2 separate regions of the Pan troglodytes genome follow, and region 2 is linked to region 1. A link is a contact called in public Hi-C data. All regions are on one chromosome and are shown on one strand. The core of a region is the stretch at or near the end of the contact, and the rest is flanking DNA. Distances in the headings are between cores, read along the strand shown.

Region 1 (2,813 bases), core at 187-2,686:
GGAGGAAGAGAAATGGGTTAAAGGGTACAAACATCCAGTTAGGTAGAAGGAATATGTTTGATAGCAGAGTAGAATGACTATAATTAACAAAAATGTGTGGTGCTTGGGTGATGGATGCCCTAGATACCTTGACTCGATCACTAGGCACAACATACATGTAACACAATTTCATATATACCCCATACGTTTGTACAAATGAAAAAAATATAAGACATGTCTTCTGCTAATTATAGATTTCACTTCTATATGTTGGAATTCTGCCATGTTAACATAACTCTCGTATTTTCAGAGGTGTGTTTTTGAGTGAATTGCATATAAAGACGGCCTGATCAGATAGAACACTGTCCATCTACATTTCAGAAGGTCCCGATACCTTGGTCTACTCTGGCTACTTCTCTAGGACAGCATATTCGTTGACTAACGTGGACAGTGAAATATCGGGGGAGAACCTGCCCCCCCATGGTAGCTACGGTGTTCTGGAATGCACCAGCGCTGCCGTTTCTGGAGGAGCGGTCTGTGCTGGGCTCTGCTTTACCCCGGGAAGGGCAGATTGGATAGTAAGGAATAGGTCGTGTGTAATCAGTGTGCATGAAATAAACACTGTATGTGCGTGATCTCACTCAATCCTCATCACGGCATAGTCGGTGGCACTATTAACACTTTATAGATGGGAACCTAAAGCTCAGGAAGGTTGAGCAACTTTTGCAGGGTCGCGGCGCTGGGAGGTGCTAGAGCCAAGACTGAAATCCAGAGCTGCTGAACCAGAACCCACCCTCAGGTTGTCCTGACCCACATATCCACATGTGGTTACCTGTGTGCACATGCACACAGCCCTCCTGTCAGGCTGCAGCCATTGGCTGGCTGGCGGCATCTGGTTTGGACTGGCGCATCTTAGACTTGGACTGGCTTATCTCCCAGCCCCGACCCCGAGTGATACTGCATTAGCCTCCTTTAAAAGAGGCAAGATGCAGGAAAGGCCCCTTTGCGGGTAGAGAGGAGAGTGGGAAAGAGGATCTCCCGGGGATACTGACTGGCTCATGCATAAATCAGTAAGACAGGAGTTAGATGGGGTGTGACTTTCAGAGCTGCTGCCGCCAGCAACCACTGCTCAGACAACCACTTCAAAACCCTAGGGGTTGTTGAGATGGCAGGAGTTCAGGAAAGGGTATCAAGTGCAGCCCTTGCAAAGGATGTATCTGAAATATATGTTAATTTTGACCTGCTGAAATATGAGAAACTTCACTACCCTCACCTTAGCTTGAAACAGGGAATGACATGTCCTTTGGTGGCCAGATTTGAGAGGTGTCGAAGTAAAAGGAGAAGGACGATTCACTAGAACCACAGCCAGACTGGAGCGTCCACACCCAGGTGACTCATCTGAATGAGTTTAACTCCCTAATAATTACACATGAGAATGTCTGCTCCATCATCCTTTAAGCCTGGTGCTGAGTTTTTCTCACAGTGGGGGTAGACACCTCCCTACTTTCTCTCTTTGCCTCTCCTGCTCCCTCTTCCTTGCCCTCAACATTCCATTGGAGATTTTCCAGTTTGTTCCATTACGGGTTAGTTCACTTGACCTCTTCAGAAATTAGCTATACAGGATCCAGAAGCAAAGGAGCAATTTTCCAGATCAAAAGTAGGCTCAATGTGGCAGCAAGTGGGATGCTCTCAGAAGGTGGTGGGGTGCTTTTGCATAGGAGGGGAGAGTCCAGGAGCCCGCATTCCTGGAAAATGCTTTCCTGAGAGCTGCGGGTAATTTGCTTCAAAAAAAAGTAACACGCAAAAGAGCCTTTTTGCCTGCCAGCACCTCCTGGGTAACATTTCCAAGCAAATAAGTTCTATTAGCTAATTCAGTGCTACTAAACATCTATGAGGAAACATTATGAGAAGATTCAAAAGCAGTAGGACATCTGGCCCTTGTGTTTATCTGTATTTGATGACACAGGAAGCAAATACAGAAAGCAACGTGTTAACAAGGGCAAAAGATCAAAATGGAAACTTAATACCTGCGTGTCACTACCTTCTGTTTAAAAGGGGAACTGGCTGAAGTCTTACCTTGACCCAAGAGAGAGCCTGTGAAATCTGCAGACACTTTCTGAAGTTGGGGACAACAGCTTCCAGCCAGAGGCAATGCAAGGAACCAAGTGCAGGGGCTGGTGGGAGTACAGTTACCTGCAGATCATAATTAGATAAGAGTAAGGACCTAGGTGTGGGGGAAAAGATGGTGGCAGCAGTGACCGGAGCCAAGAAATGAGCATAAAAATTCACACAGCCATCATGGGGCGTCTCACTTTAAGGAAATCAGAAGTTGGAGTCCCTGCCAGACAGCACTTAGGTGCAGGAGAGAGGAAGGGCGAGTCCAACAGGGCGTGCACTTAACCCTGGTCTGACCTTTCTGCCTGCCTGTGCACCTCCTCTGTGCATGAAGCAGGCAGCTCCTGGCTGTTGATAAAGTGCCGTGGACACCTTCTGCTTCGTGCAGATGCACGATGATGGGTTTGGGCTTTTATTCTGAATTCCAGTGAGGATGCTGGCAGGAAAGGAGTGCCTAGGTATGTTCCTAGAATATTGATATTTCAGCATTGATAGTGCTGAGCAGCAGCTTTCCTTGTGGCCTAACCTGGGAGGCCACGAGCATTGGTTAAAATGTCACCTGGGCTCTGACAAGCCCTTAACCATGGGTGAGGATACAGCCTGTGCTGCCTGCCAAATACGATTCCCAGAATGCCCCTTGAAGTTAGCTGGCACCACGGCAGAGTCAAGAATATCGGAGCAGGGAGGAGTGAAGAGGGATTTGGCACTGGCTTCCCGGT
Region 2 (2,813 bases), core at 146-2,645, 190 kb after region 1:
CAGTAGGCCTCAATGCTAGTTGCATTGATGTTATTACGTGTTTCTTATTTGGAATTACTTTTATCCTCATCTCACATTATTAACACATAATTCAAGATTAAATGCATGGTTTTAAAAATGCAGTAAAAATGCATCAATTCCAAAGAAAAAGGGCCATGTCTGTCATGTTAATTGATGTTTTGCAAGGCTGCCTGGTAATGGTAAAGACTTCTAGTTTAGGACTCAGATTTGATTTTACTTCCCAGCTGGTCTCACATTAACTGGGTATTCTACTCTGTAAAATGGGGATAACACCTACCTCATAAGGTTGTGTTGAAGCCACAAGTTCATGCCGGTGCAGCTTTGCAAGGCTTAATACGTGCTGGCTAGCGCTGTTATTATCCGTCTCTCTTCACCTGGCACGCTCGGGGTACTCAGGAAATACTTGCCAAAAGTAATTAAAACAAACATTGCAGCCAGGTGTGGTGGGTCGCACCTGTAATCCCAGCACTATGCGAGGACAAGGCAGGTGGGTCACTTGAGGTCAGGAGTTCGAGACCAGCCTGGCCAACATGGTGAAACCTTGTCTCTATTAAAAATATATATATAAAAAAAGAAACATTAGCTGAGCGTGGTGGTATGCACCTGTAATACCAGCTACTGGAGAGGCTGGGACAAGAGAATGGATTGAACCAGGGAGGCGGAGGTTGCAGTGAGCCAAGATCGAGACACGGCACTGCAGCCTGAGTGACAAATCAAGACTCTGTCTCAAACAACAGCAACAAATAAACAAACAAAAAAATATATATATTGCTTCACTGATAGTGGATGGGCCATTGACTCTTAAGAGGTTCGTGAGACCCTGATCTATGGCAAGAAAGGTAAGAAAAAACCCAACTCAAACCAAACCAAATCACAGAGGCTTGAAAAGTCAGCTCTCCCAGTTACAGGCTATCCTAGGGCTCTTCTCTGGGCTCTAGTTTTCTCTGGCTTGTTTCTAACACCCTCAGGCGAGTGTGCTTTGAAAACTTGACAATCAGGTACAATATGGAAGGTGGGCCACCGGGTGCCTTCAGGGCAGAATCCAGGACCTGTAGTGGGTGGCCTCGTCTCCTGGGGCCTGCACCCTAGAGCCAGTGGCTTCCTGAGTGGGCCGTGCCCCGGGTCACTTCCCGGGGGCGGGTTAGCCTCACTGAGGCGGCCAGGATGCTCTTGGTCTCCTAGACAACAGTGTGTGACCGAGGAGATGCAGTAAACGAGTGGTGTCATCCTGCGAAACCAACCCACCCCCCCACCCCGCCCCCTCACAGCCGGGCCCCGGCCGCAGGAAGTGGAATTCTTCTGGGAAAGAGACTGACGTCGCCGGTGGCCGCGGTCCCTGCCCCTGCCCTGGCAGGCGCTGATGCAAGCGCCGGCTCGCGCCTGCAGGCAGGCGGTCCCCGGGGAGCTGGCGCAGCGCTCTCTCCGTCTTGCTCCCTTCCGGCCACCCCCGCCCGGCTTTCCCTGTGAGAAGTCAACAGCTCCTGGGTGGTTTCCCACCGAAAGGCCCAGCGGGGGGTGTGGGGGGAGGGGCTGAAGTGTCTTTGCCCAAACCCGTTCTTCTTTCTCCCCAGCTCCTCCCAGACTGGGTTTGGGAGAATCCCAGCATCTCAACCTGGCCACGTGTCTGGGTCAATCTGAAGGGCTCTCGGTGCCTCCAGCCCCTCCCTGGGACAGCCTGGGTGGCCTGAGATACCTGGTGCCAGCGCTGCCAAGGAAACCGTCCGGACCACTAGGGAACCTTGGGTCTGGATGGGGAGGCGGTGAAGAGCCTCTGGGGTGGAAGTGGTCCAGCCAAGGCTGGTCTCCATCGCCTTCTGCTGGCAAACGGAAGAGTTGCTCTGAAATCCCTCCTGGAACCTCCCAGAGGCTTGGGGAGGGGTGGGGGCGGGGCGCGCCCTGGAATGTTAGAGGCCGCCCTTTTCTTTTTTTTTTTTGAGACAGAGTCTCACTCTGTCGCCCAGGCTGGAGTGCAGTGGCGCGATCTCGGCTCACTGCAACCTCCACCTCCCGGGTTCAAGCAATTCTCCTGCCTCAGCCTCCTGAGTAGCTGGGACTACAGGCGCCCGCCACCACACCCTACTAATTTTTTTTTTTTTGTATTTTTAATAGAGACGGGGTTTCACCATGTTAGCGAGGATGGTCTTGATCTCCTGACCTCATGATCCGTCAGCCTCGGCCTCCCAAAGTGTTGGGATTGCAGGCGTGAGCCACCGCGCCCGGCCAGAGGCCACTCTTTTCATAAAGCAGACCGGGAAACTGAGGTTCAGAGAGGGCAGGGTACCTGTCCATAGTCCCTCAGCTATTCTAAGACCAAGTCACGACCGGAATTCGCACTGAAGCTCACTGTACAATTTCCATGCTTTGGTTTTGTTTTGTTTTTGAGATGGAGTTTCGCTCTTGTTGCCCAGTCTGGAGTGCAGTGGCCCAATCTCAGCTCACTGCAACCTCCGCTTCCAGGGTTCAAGCGGTTCTCCTGCCTCAGCCTCCCGAGTAGCTGGGGCTTCAGACGTGGGCCACCATGCCCGGCTAATTTTTGTATTTTTAGTAGAGACAGGGTTTCACCATGTTGGCCAGACTGGCCTTGAACTGACCTCAAGCGATCCGCCCGCCTTGGCCTCCCAAAGTACTGGGATTACAGGTGTGAACCACCGCACCCAGCAACAACCCCCATGCTTTTTAAAGCCGGAAGTCTTCACATAGTTGACGACTCCTCTCTGCGGCCTTGCGCTCCTGCGAGCCCTTTCTCCATCACTGCATCCCAGCAGCAGCTCCAAGTGTGGTTCCAGACCCCA

What was found. Hi-C and Micro-C count contacts between places; a contact is called where the count stands out from the background.
Region 2: a contact with region 1 is called in a Hi-C map of stem cell-derived neural progenitor cells, with 2.1 times the contacts expected there. The contact joins two enhancer-like sites. A contact is called at or near these places in 2 of 7 Hi-C or Micro-C datasets (blood and stem cell-derived neural progenitor cells).

Annotation. Positions count from the first base shown.
Region 1 is chr2:8,867,370-8,870,182 of NHGRI_mPanTro3-v2.0_pri, forward strand. The region is part of intron 60 of ITPR1 (inositol 1,4,5-trisphosphate receptor type 1); the gene reads left to right. Among named protein-coding and RNA genes, the nearest start is that of BHLHE40, 150 kb to the right of the region's middle. Within about 2 kb of position 1,437, at least 2 of the 24 cell types and tissues checked have an H3K27ac peak or open chromatin away from gene starts, as enhancers often do. A contact at or near this core is called in stem cell-derived neural progenitor cells, where this site is marked.
Region 2 is chr2:9,062,331-9,065,143 of NHGRI_mPanTro3-v2.0_pri, forward strand. No RefSeq gene overlaps it. Among named protein-coding and RNA genes, the nearest start is that of BHLHE40, 47 kb to the left of the region's middle. Within about 2 kb of position 1,396, at least 18 of the 24 cell types and tissues checked have an H3K27ac peak or open chromatin away from gene starts, as enhancers often do. A contact at or near this core is called in stem cell-derived neural progenitor cells, where this site is marked.